Regions from separate parts of the Mus musculus genome. Here region 1 is linked to region 2. A link is a contact called in public promoter capture Hi-C data. All regions are on one chromosome and are shown on one strand. Each heading gives the region's core, a stretch centred on a gene start, on an enhancer-like site or on the middle of the called end of the contact. The rest is flanking DNA. Distances are from core to core; before and after follow the strand shown. Region 1 holds the start of Xpot (exportin, tRNA (nuclear export receptor for tRNAs)). Region 2 holds the start of Yeats4 (YEATS domain containing 4).

What was found. Promoter capture Hi-C pulls out the DNA fragments that hold promoters and counts their contacts.
Region 1: a promoter capture Hi-C map of pre-B cells shows a contact between it and region 2, with 3 times the contacts expected there. The contact joins the promoter of Xpot here to the promoter of Yeats4 in region 2. A contact is called at or near these places in 2 of 39 promoter capture datasets (liver and pre-B cells).

What each region holds. Positions count from the first base shown.
Region 1 is chr10:121,621,847-121,627,611 of GRCm38.p6, forward strand. It overlaps Xpot (exportin, tRNA (nuclear export receptor for tRNAs)), which reads right to left and starts at 4,486. Exons shown (of 25, transcript NM_001081056.2): 1 at 4,259-4,486; 2 at 1,012-1,145. The coding sequence starts at 1,071.
Region 2 is chr10:117,223,212-117,228,965 of GRCm38.p6, forward strand. Yeats4 (YEATS domain containing 4) reads right to left here and starts at 1,296. Exons shown (of 7, transcript NM_026570.4): 1 at 1,048-1,296. The coding sequence starts at 1,098. It overlaps Gm31963 (a long non-coding RNA gene), which reads left to right and starts at 1,275. Exons shown (of 4, transcript XR_872061.2): 1 at 1,275-1,356; 2 at 3,380-3,536.

The sequences.
Region 1 (5,765 bases), core at 3,236-5,735, 4.4 Mb after region 2:
ACAAAAAGCCTGGACTTCTAGGGTGTTTGTTTTTTGAGACCAGGCTATCCTGTTGTAGACCAGGCTGGCCTTGAACTCAGAGATCTGCCTGCTTCTGCCTCCCAAAGCTGGGATTAAAGGCGTGCACCAACACTACCTGGTTTTGACTGCTAGGTTTTTGATGTGCCTACACCTAGATTTCTATTAGTTGCTGTATTTGGAGGGGGAGTTCCTTCTAATCAGCAGAGGTGTGTATTGTATCAGAAACTGCTTGGGAAGTTTTGTTTTGTCTTTTAAACCACATAAAAGCCAAACAAATATGGCTCTAATACATAGTGAGATTGTTAACTCTGGCTCATTTATAACAAGTACTCTCTCTCCTTTGCTACAAGAATAACCCTCCTTCCTTTGATCCTAAACTTCAGAACGCTCACGTCTTTAAACATTAATTAAAGGCTTGTTGTTCTTCTAGCGTCTTCTTTTATCACTCAGCTACAGTACTTAGTAGACTTCTGCATGACAGTGGGTTTAATTGTTTACATTTATCCAAATATACCAGCATCTCCTAATGGATTTCTCATCACAAAATTGTTTTATATAACTTAAGGTGTGGCATACGGGAACTGCTTATTTCCAGTCTGCAGAGACTAGTAAGGAGGCTCACTGTCACCAACTTCAGACTTAAGCAACTTGCAGTGCAAGGTAAGCAACCACAGGGTAAAACATATACTGCCTACTACAAAGTTCTCTGTCTCTGTAACTGTGTTACAACGTTGCAACAATTAGCAACGTCCCATGTTGCACAAAGTCCTGCCTTAACGGGTCAGGTTTCAGGATCCTGGCTCAGCCAATCTAACAAAAATCAATCAGAACACTCGATGTTTCAATATTCAGAACATGCCTCAAATATGTTTGGTTTTATTAATGTTTACTCAAATTATACCTCTATCATCAGATGTGTTTGCTGTCTAAATCCTCTGACACGTGTTTATGGTTGCATGCTTTTCAAAATAGTTACATTGACTGACTTACCCTCTGTCTAAAGTCTGAATCGGCATTTGGATTTAACCCTAAAAGAGCCTGTTCATCCATCTCGGCCGCTATTCCTGGAGTTTTCCGATCACAACAGACGTGGCTTCTAATCCCACAGCAGAATCCACAATCATCTGTGCACAGAAAACAAAAGATGATCACCTAGAATATCAGATGTGGCTGAAAATACACAGCTCCTGAAGGGTCAAAACCCACCTTAAGAGTCTAGACCTCACAAGAACAAAAGTGGGCCATGGAGCCCACAGCAGCATAATTGTGCAGACTCTAAACAAGTATGCCATTAAAGCTTTCAGGTGCTATCGCCCCGCAAAGTGCCCCGGCCAAATACAGAAAGTAATTCTTCTAGAAACAAGCATGAAGTGCTGGGGGTGGGGAAGGAGGTGGAAACAACAGTCAGATCCCCAAAGTTTTCTGGCCAGCTACTCAGCCAAACTGCTAAGTCCCAGGTTCAGTAAGACCCTGCCTCAAAAAGTAAGGAGAGGCGGAGAGTTCTGACAAATATTCAAGGTAGGAGAATAAGCAGCATGCATTATATACATGTATGAAATTGTAAAAAAAAAAAAAAAGTTATAGTGAAAATCAACAGATGAAGACATCTAATATGGATTCCCTGCCTTCCACCTGCACATATATATACAAGCACACATATAAGCACATACAGATATATCCTTATATTCCTATTATAAAGCTACACATCTTTTTTATTTATCTGTTTTTAAATTATTAGAGCCACAGAGAACTTAAAGAGGCCAAGAGGTGAACGGAGGTCACGGGCAGCCTTTCAGGCGTGGTGAAGCCAGGGCCAGGCCGCAGATAGATCTCTATACTCTTCTGTTTTCCTTGATCTTTTTGGAATTGAAAAAAAAAAATCAGGATCCAAGTTAAGCCCCCTCTTCTGATCACTCATAGCAACCTTGCAGACCCCAGCCAGGCAATCTAAATTCCAACTGCCTACAGGATTGAGATGCCAACATTTCTCAACAATTCCTGACCACTCTTCGTGCTCCTCAGCAAGGCCAGCAATGCTTGCCACATCACACGGCAGCTCTCAAGCACACCCTACTTCACACACACACACACACACACACACACACAGCTCTTCTCAGCTTCGAGGCTAAACCCTGCAAGGCCTCCAATATTTCACCTCCAGATCACCTCGTGCAGCAATACAGCTTCGACGCTCTACTATTTGATCCTAACAGAACAGGATTAAATAATCCTTTCCACGACCTACCATGTGACAGTTTGATTTCTCAAAAACAAAAAACAAAACAAAACAAAAACAAAAAACCCCAAACCATTGTGAAATATGAATGCATTACTATGTTCTTAAAATGTGAAAACACAGGTTTTAGGTTTTTAGTGCTCTGGGTTTGAACTAGTGAGATGATTCACGGGTAAAGACCCCTGAAAACCCTAGATCCATATGGTGGAAGAAGAGAACTGCGCATGTACACTGCACATGCGCACATTCACACATGCACACATCTGTACATATATGAGATAAATATATGTAGTTTTTTTAAGTTCTAGATTTATATTCCAATCCTTATCAGTAAGAACAGATAAAACACAAAACAAAAACACATCTTTAATACCAGCATTGGGAAGGCAGAAGCAGGAGGGTCTCTGATCTCTTGAGTTCCAGGCTAGCCTAGTCAACAGAGTTCCAGAACAGCCAGGGCTACCCAGAGAAACCCAGTCTGAAAAAACAACCAACCAACCAACCCCACCGACCCACACACACACACCCCAAGTGACACAACCATTCAGTCACTCAAAGTAGCACACACCTTTTAATCCCACTGTTTGGGAGGTAGAGGCAGGGGGATCTGGGACTTCAAAGCCAGCCTGGTCTATCTACATATGGATGTTCTGGCTAGCCAGAGCTATAGTGATTCTGTCTCAAAAACAAAACAAAAATTGAAGCTGCACACCAAAACAAACAAACAAACACCCCAAAAGTATGCATTCCATTCTGTCTGCAGGAAAAGGGGCAAAGTCCTAAAGACTACAATGTGTGCATGTGTGCAAAGCATGCCTCCAATAGGGTACAAAGTCAGAGACAGGCACGCAGGATGCACAACTTGAAACATTCTTAAAGTAAAGTAGTATTCCTGCTAAAAATGCTCAGAGAGAAAAGTCGGTGTAAGACTGTCTGTAAACCCCTGATTGAGAAATCCACTAGAGTTCCTTTAAATTATCCATTGCTTTGGGAAAAAAACTGCTTAAGCGTTTTGTCATTTCACGCTAATCTTGACAAGAGGAAAAAAGATAAATAAGAGGCCCAGCCGAGCACATGCTCAACACCAACAAAAAAAATCCTCAGCAAACTTGTTCCATAGTGAGGAATCCCTCACAAACCTTCGCCCTCTACACAATCGGAAAAAAACATCAAACCAAAATAAAATGAGATGGTAAACCACCTATCTGTGAATAAAACACAGGGTTAAAAGGTAACGATTGCCTAATAAAGACCGGCAAAGGAAGCTTAGCTTTCTGACCTACCGATGCAGAGCCTTGCAGGCTTAAACATTGTTACAATATGGTAAACATCTTATACTACCTGCAAAGGTGGATGTGGGGGTGGGGGGAGCGAAAAAAAAACATGTAAAATTGGAAGCCTTAATTTTTCCCTCAGCCATTAAGTCAAGAATAATCAAACAATGTGGAAAATTCCTCCACACCTACTTAAGCCTGTTTGAGACCGACTGAATCTTTCCAGCCTTTTAACATCAAGTTGACAAGTCGCTTTAATACAACGTAACTTCCCCCAGTAACAACTAATTAAGGCTTCCAAAAAGTACTCGTTTTTCAGGTTACAGGGAACATCAAGCTTTTCCGTGGCTGCAAGACTGTAAAGAAGCAAAAAGGGGAAAAGGCTGTCCCTGCTGGCAAATTACTACGCAGAAATAACACTTTCTCTCCTATTTGTCCCGGGGTGGGAAGCGGATCAACTTTGAGGTCCCTACAGCTCAAACTGGTGGGACGCACTCTAAAACTATCACAAATGGGGTTGGGGGGCAGCCTCCTAGGCCGGCCTCGCCCCCTATCCTTCGCCCGGATCCCTCCCAGAGCGAAGCCTCGTGGCCACTCGGGTGATGAAACACCCGGCAACCGGCAGCCACGCACTAGGGACGCGGCCGCCACCGATCGTCCCCAACCCCAAGTCCGGCTCGCCCGGCCACGTAGGGTCCCCGGCCCGCCGCCCTACGCCTCCAGTCACCATCACTCCAATATCTCTTCCTCGCCTGCACTCCCGAGGGTCGGCCAGCCGCAAGGAGCGGGCCGTACGCAGGGAGCACGGAGAGCGGCCCACGTCCTTGTCGCTGTAGTCCTCCAATACAGCCGCAGCGCTAGCGCCGGAGCCGGCCCGGGCCGCGCTCCTCTCGGCGCTCGGCGTTCCCCGGGCGCCTTCTCTTGCGTGGCGCGGAGCGGGGAGGGCAGGTTGGCAAGCCGGCGGGCGGAGTCGGCGGCCCTGGAAGGAAAACTGCGCAGGGTCCCGCTAACGCCGCCGCTGAGTCAGCGCGAGGCACGCCCCCCGCGTCGTACCGCGCGGACCCGCGCTAGCAGCAGCCTCATGGAAGTAGAGTGCAGACGGCCGCCAGCAGGCTGGGCCCGGGGGACTACAACTCCCAGCGTGCAAAGCGCATGGGACGCTTCCGAGAGGAGGACCGCGCACGTGCTCCCTGGAGCTCGCAGGGGGCGTGGCCGGCGGGCCTGTGGTGCATGCTGGGAGAGTGCACACCGCCCTCCTAGCTACAGGTTACTGAGGTCCTCTAAGCTTTTAGAAGACCGGCCACGTTGCGCTCTGCTTTGAGCGTCGGCGTGAATTAGTAACTCTCCACTCCCTCCAGAAGGGTCTGGTCAGGTGGCAGTGCGGAGATCCTGAGATCGGAAAAGTGGACGTGGTTGAAACCACGTGTTGAGTCAGTTGCTGAATTCCTTTCCAGCGGTTCCACGTGTCAAGAGTCCAGACGCTTAAGGACTCTTTAAAAAAAAAAAAAATCCGCTGTATTTTTATTTACTTGTTTTGCTTTTGAGGCAAGATCACACTCCATAACCCAGGCTGGTTTTCACTCATTTTTCCCAAGCTGGCCTAAACTTTACAAATTCTGGAATTACTGGCATGAACCACCACGCCCAGTTTAAATATTACTAAATTTGCCTACAAAAAAAGATAGAAAGAAAAAAAGAAAACCGAAAGCAGTCCCCGGTGATGGTGGCGATTACCATTCATCCCAACACTGAGGAGGCAGAGGTAGCCACATCTACAGAGCGAGTGCCAGGACTACAGAGAGAAACACAGTCTCAAAAAAAGAAAAAAAGAAAAGAGAGAGGGAAAACATACGTACAAGTCCCGTGCTTCCGTTCGCTTTGTTTCTTTGATCCCGTGCTATTATTACTGTGTGGGCGCAGTATAAGCTCCAGCAACCTTACCTAAATCCTAAGGCTGCACCTCCATTATTGTTGGCATCATGAGTGTTAAAGTCCATCTCAGTTTACTCATTTTATGTAGAGTGGGACAGTACCAGCCTCAGAGGGTAAGGTTTGGTTAATTTTATTTAGAGGCAGAGAGAGGCTCACTATGTAGCTCTGGTTAGCCTGAAACTTGCTGGCCTTCACTGTTCTCTTGCTTCAGATTCCAGAGTGCTGGAGTTCCAGGTTGTCACCAGGTCTGACTATTTCATGAATTAAGTTTGATACACGTGTTAGACTTATCATAAGTGACA
Region 2 (5,754 bases), core at 46-2,545:
AAGTTATCCTGAACTACAAACTTCCAGATTTAACTTGTGCAAGTAGAGAAGAGTTTTCCCATGAACCTTTTGCTCTGCAATCACTTCCTACCATCCCCAAGCCTTACCTAAAACCCTGGGCAAATGCACAGCTCTACAAAGCCTCTTATACTAACACAGACTTTTACCTGGTATTTCTTTCTATTGCATTTCAGGGCTTTAGGATTTTCGATGATTTCTCATCTTACATATACTGTTAAGGCAGCTATGGATATATAGACACTATGATTAAGGTAATAAAAATAATATGACACCGATGAGGATTTTAAAATTTTTGTAGACTGATGTGATTTCTTTTAAGGAAAAAAAAAAATCCTTTCTGTGATAAGATCTGTAAGTAGAAGCCCCTTTTAGGGGCACGGGGAGAGCATCCTGAACCGGTACCTTAAAAAATAACCAGCAGGGCTGCCTCAGAGGTTAAGAGCACTGACTGCTCTTCCAGAGATACTGAGTTCAATTCCCAGCAGCCACATGGTGGCTCACAACCATCTGTAATGAGATCTGATGCTCTCTTCTGGTGTGCCTGAAGACAGCTACAGTGTACTCATATACATAAAAATAAATTTTAAAATTAAAAAAAAAAGTAACCAGCAGATGTAGGAAGGTGGGAGGGGGTGGCGAGCTGGAGGGATGGCACACAGGGAAGAGACGACTGCAGCTCAGGCTGGACAGCACACCTACATGGTGACACCTGACAACCGACTCCTGCAAGTCGTTCTCTTACCTCCACCCCTATTAATAATACACATATAGATGGGAGGGAACTGAGTGTCACAACGTCCAGTGTTAAGCAACCTTCACTAAACACGAACGAAGCTAAGCGCTCTTTGCTGACTTTATCAGCACGGGGCTTCGGGAACGACAAGACGGACGAGCCTATCCAGGGTCTGCGACTGATGCCCTAGCCACCCCGGCACCTTTGTGTTTGGCGGTGCGGAGGCGGTGACGAGGACTCGGGGCCCAATGAGCGCCGAGCTTCCGCCCCGCGCGCCGCGCCTGCGCACTGACCTTCACTCTCCCGCCGGAGTCAGGTCCAAATTCCGCCATTCTCTTGAACATATTGTCCCCGGGAAGGAGCCGCGGCGGCCAGGGAGAGAGCTCAGGCCGGCGGGGTAGCCGCTCCCCTCACGAGCCGGAGGAGGGCGGGTCGCCTGGGCTCGGGGAGCCGGACAGCCACCTCCTCCACACGCGCCGCGTCGGGGTCGGCCATTCAGCCCCGAGCTGGGAGAGCCGAGCGGAAGGGCGGGGGAGGGCGGCGGCGCATGCGCAACGGGCTCAGGCAGACAGTGCGCACGCGCGAGGCTGCAGCCTTCCCCGGTAAGAGCCTGATGAGCTGTTGCAGCGGATAAAGAGAGATGGGGATAAATTTTAGGCAGAAGTTAAGGGTAGGGAAGCACCAAAATGGTGAACGTTTGTAGCTTTAGGGTTGAGATAACCCCACACACTTCAAGATGATAGACTCTGGAATCAAAGCTTCTGATTGGGCAGGTCAGATAACTGGGCGTGGGCTTGGTAAAGAATATGCTGCCAAGCCTTGTGACCTGAGTTCGATTTCCAAGGCCAACATGATGGCACTACAGAAATGACTCCACTTCCCGCTCTTCATGGCTCAATCTGTTCTGCTGGCCATGTTCAGTCTGACTTTTCCAGATTCGTCGGGAATCTGTTTTCTCCCTATCTACAGTAAAAACCTCCTAAACCATGCCTAAGAGGGTCATGTTCTTATTTTCACTCACCATTCTTCTCTCTCATACCCTTCCCCAGTTGGAACTCTTCTTTCCAACAAGCCCCCCTCCTACTTTCATGCCCTCTTAGTTCGTGACCTATTGGCTTTAATTGGCGTTTCCTGTCCTACTATGGATGTGGGATTCTTTACCGAAGCAAGAGTAATTTATCAGTGGTACCTTACTAAAGAAAATGGCATCTCTTTCCCAAACAGTCATGAATTTTCAATAGTCCCTCTGGGAAGGGTGAGGCCCCTGGACCCCTCCCGCCATCCATGTTGAAATGTTAACATGCAATCGCAGGTCCTATGCAGATAACCGCAGCTGCAGTAAGTTCATGAGTGCAATGGCCACGTTGTGGCCAGAAGGTGTCGTTTTTGATACATGTCTCTCCATTCTCTGGCTCTTTATACCCTGAAATATTCCCCAATCTTGGAAGGAGTGGTACAACTGTCCCGAATAGTGCTAAGCACACCACCATCTCTTATTCCTGGGCGTTTTGGCTAGTTTTGGGTTTCTGCATTAACCACTGCTCATTGCAATAAACTTCTCTGATGAAGGCTGGGCACAGCACTAATCAATGAGAATAATCAGGAGACCGAGAAGCGAATTTAACAGCATGGTCAATCAATTTTTGCTAATTTTTAAAGAAAAGATTTATTTTATGTATGGGAGTACACTGTAGCTGTCTTCAGACACACCAGAAGAGGTCAGCGGATCCCACTACAGATTGGTTATGAACCACCATGTGGTTGCTGGGAATTGAACTCAGGTCCTCTGGAAAAGCAGCTAGTGCTCTTAACCACTAAGCCCCCAATTTTTGCTAATCTTTAATAAAAGTATTTTTTTTCACTGTATTATCTATTGAGAGAGAGAAAGAGAGAGAGAGAGAATGAATGTGGGTCCTAGAGATCTGGTTAAAGTCATCAGGCTTGATAACAAGTACCTTTACTTTTGCCAGCCCCTGTTTTTGATAATCTTGGCTGTTTCTATAGTCATCCCGTATTTTGAGGTTGTCCTGGCAGCTCTTGAGTATGTCCTAACTCTGTTTCTTAATTGATATCTAAATGTCATTCCCCTTCCTTGATCACCTGATATAAGCTTAGAGCTTCTAAGGGAGACATTCCCTCCAGGAAGGAGACAGGAGGTTCCTGAGACTTGGAAAGTAAACAACTCACAGGCTCAAGAAGTTCTGAAGCTAACAAGATACACGAGCCGCCACCCCACCCCCCCAAGGTTAAAGAAGCAGGAAGGGATGATTGGGGGAAGGGAGGAGACAGAAGTCTAGGACAGAGCCTGTGCTCATCCTGTGGAGTTGACTGGGGGAGACTCTGTCCTACTGAGCTGCTTGAGAGCCACCCAGCAAGCTCAGGGTTGTCGGATGTCCAGTCACCACCCACTGGGGCCTGGGCTTTTCAGTGATGCAGTTGCCTTTGAGGTAACCCTGTTCCTGTGAGGGGCCCCTCACCCATACTCTCATGAGTAACCACAGTAGTTTCACCGGTTTGCCAAGATGGACTCTGGTCCAGTTGATGCTTTGGTCTTTTCTTGCTTCCCTCCTCGGGAAAGGCCATGTGACATTTCTTATGGCTGGTCTCTGCTCTACATTTACACAGCCCTGAGGTATGACCTAGTCTTCTTCAAGCTGTTGTCCTGGAATCATGGGAGAGTGAAGAATAAGAAAAACGTGTTGTAATGAGAGTCTACCACGTTCCACTCATTATTCTAGGTGTCTGGGATGTGGAAAGGAACAACAGAGAAGAAATCTTCCAGGTATGATGGTAACCACTCATAACCCCAGCACTCAAAAGGCAGAGGTCAGAAGTGTTCAGGGCTAGCCTGAGCTAAATAGGAAGTGCCAAGCTGGGCATGGTGGACTAGGACTGTATCCTCAACACTCAACAGGCTGAGGCAGGAGGTTTGCTGAGAGTTCAAAGACCAGACTAGGTTATGGAGTGGGCTCAAAACAACTAAACGATAAAAAGTTTTAGCCAGCCTGAGCATCACAGGGAGACCCTTTCTCAAAAAGGAAAGATGCACAGTGAACCAACCAACCATGAGCCCTCCTTCCTCTCAGGACAGAGGTTTGGCATAGTGCCGTGCTTCTCAGCCTTCCTAATGTGGCAGCCTCTTAACAGCCCCTCATGCTGTGGTGACCCCAACCATGACGTTATTTTCGTTGCAATTTCATAACTAATTTTACTACCATTATGTATAGTAATATGAACACATTTGAAATGCAGAATATCTGACATATAACCCCTGTGAAAGGGTCATTGGGCCTCCAGGTTGAGAATCCCTGGCATAGTGCCTCAGAGAAGGGACATAGGTAATGGAGGAAAATGCAGCCCCCTACCCACCGAGACGGAGGAGCCTGAGGGCAGGGTATCTATTATACAGCAGGGTCATGTTGGGATATCGATTATGGCACATTGATAATTGAGAAGAAACTTAAGTGATGGAAAAGGAAAAAAATTAGAATGAATTCTGTGATGGAGGTATTGGTATAGATGTATTTTCAATTCAAAAGACTTGGGGATAAGTGTAGTGCAAATGTCTGTATCCTCTAGGTTTCCCCACCAATAGGGCGTGGAAGTAATGACATCTGAGTCCCAGGTATTTTTTTTCCATTTATCTTGGGGTACGAGTGGGGAGCATGCCATGGTGTGTGTGTGTGTGTGTGTGTCCTCGGAGCCTCCCCCACCCCAAGAACTTATTTTTAAAACATCATTATTTATTATAAGAAACCAGGACTCCTTGGAGAAATGGCTATTCCCGATCTAAAGCAGGAAAAGAACGAGATGAGTCAAACAGCCAGAAATGCAAGAAGTGCTCAGAGAAAGAGGCGCTCATAGCAAAAATTCCAGGGAAGGCAGTTTCCAGGGTCTCACTGAACAAACCCCGGATGATGTGGCGCTGTCAAACGATCGTCATGGTTACAATTTGTAATTGAATAAAATAAAAGGTGTGGTCCACACTACTGTAATAAATAAATAAATACATTCATAAATAAATGCATAGATCAAATTTTTGAAGAGCAATAGTTTTTAAGTGTCTCCACTACAAAACACTGTACAGTGGAGATGGTTTGCAGACATCATCTTAACAAGGGTTCCCAGTGAACACTTCTTCTTTTTCACTAGCCAGAAACATTTTGAGTTCTGAGAGTGACACTTGGGTCTTTGAAAGTCTGCCTATGTAATAGTAATGAAAATAGCTCCCCCTTGAAAGCCTGAAAGCATGCCATGGATCTGTGCCCCGCGGATCAGACAATCCTCTCTGCACAATGTGCCTTCTGAATTGCTATCTTGCAGCAGATTGGGAGGGGAGGAGGTGGCACGGAGTGAAAAGGGCATCATGGGAATTTCACTTTTCACTTTAGACTTCGCTTTTTTCTGTTGTGCTGAGAAAATAACATCAAGAAATGATTTTCAACCAGGCAGTGGTGGCACATGCCTTTAATCCCAGCACCTGGGAGGCAGAGTTAGGCAGATTTCTTGAGTTCAAGGTCAGCCTGGTCAACAGAGTGAGTTCCATGACAGCCAGGACTACACAGAGAAACCCTGTCTCGAAAAACCAAAAAAGAAAGAAAGAAAGATAAAAAGATGATTTTCCCAAGGTTCTGTCTGTGGCTGGTGGAGGAAGGCTTCTCTTGGTTTTATGCATTGGGCATATACAGGGTACAGAGTTTCCCAAATCCTGAAACCACTGGGGGGGGGGTGTCCCAGAATTACTAACCAATGTGATGGAAACACCTCTTTTCACTTGACTATAAATTAATACATACCTAGTATTTATTTTTCACTTAGGAAGTCTACCACTGAAAACATTTATCTCCCAAAGCAGCAAGCAGTGTATCCAGATGTTAACCTCAAGCTCCCCCCAGCAGTTCATGGAAAGGGAAATGGGCACAGGCTAGGGTATAACAGAGCTCATCGGTAAATTAGAGAACACTGCAGTGGCGGTCGCGTCAGCCCCTACTGGTCTGCTT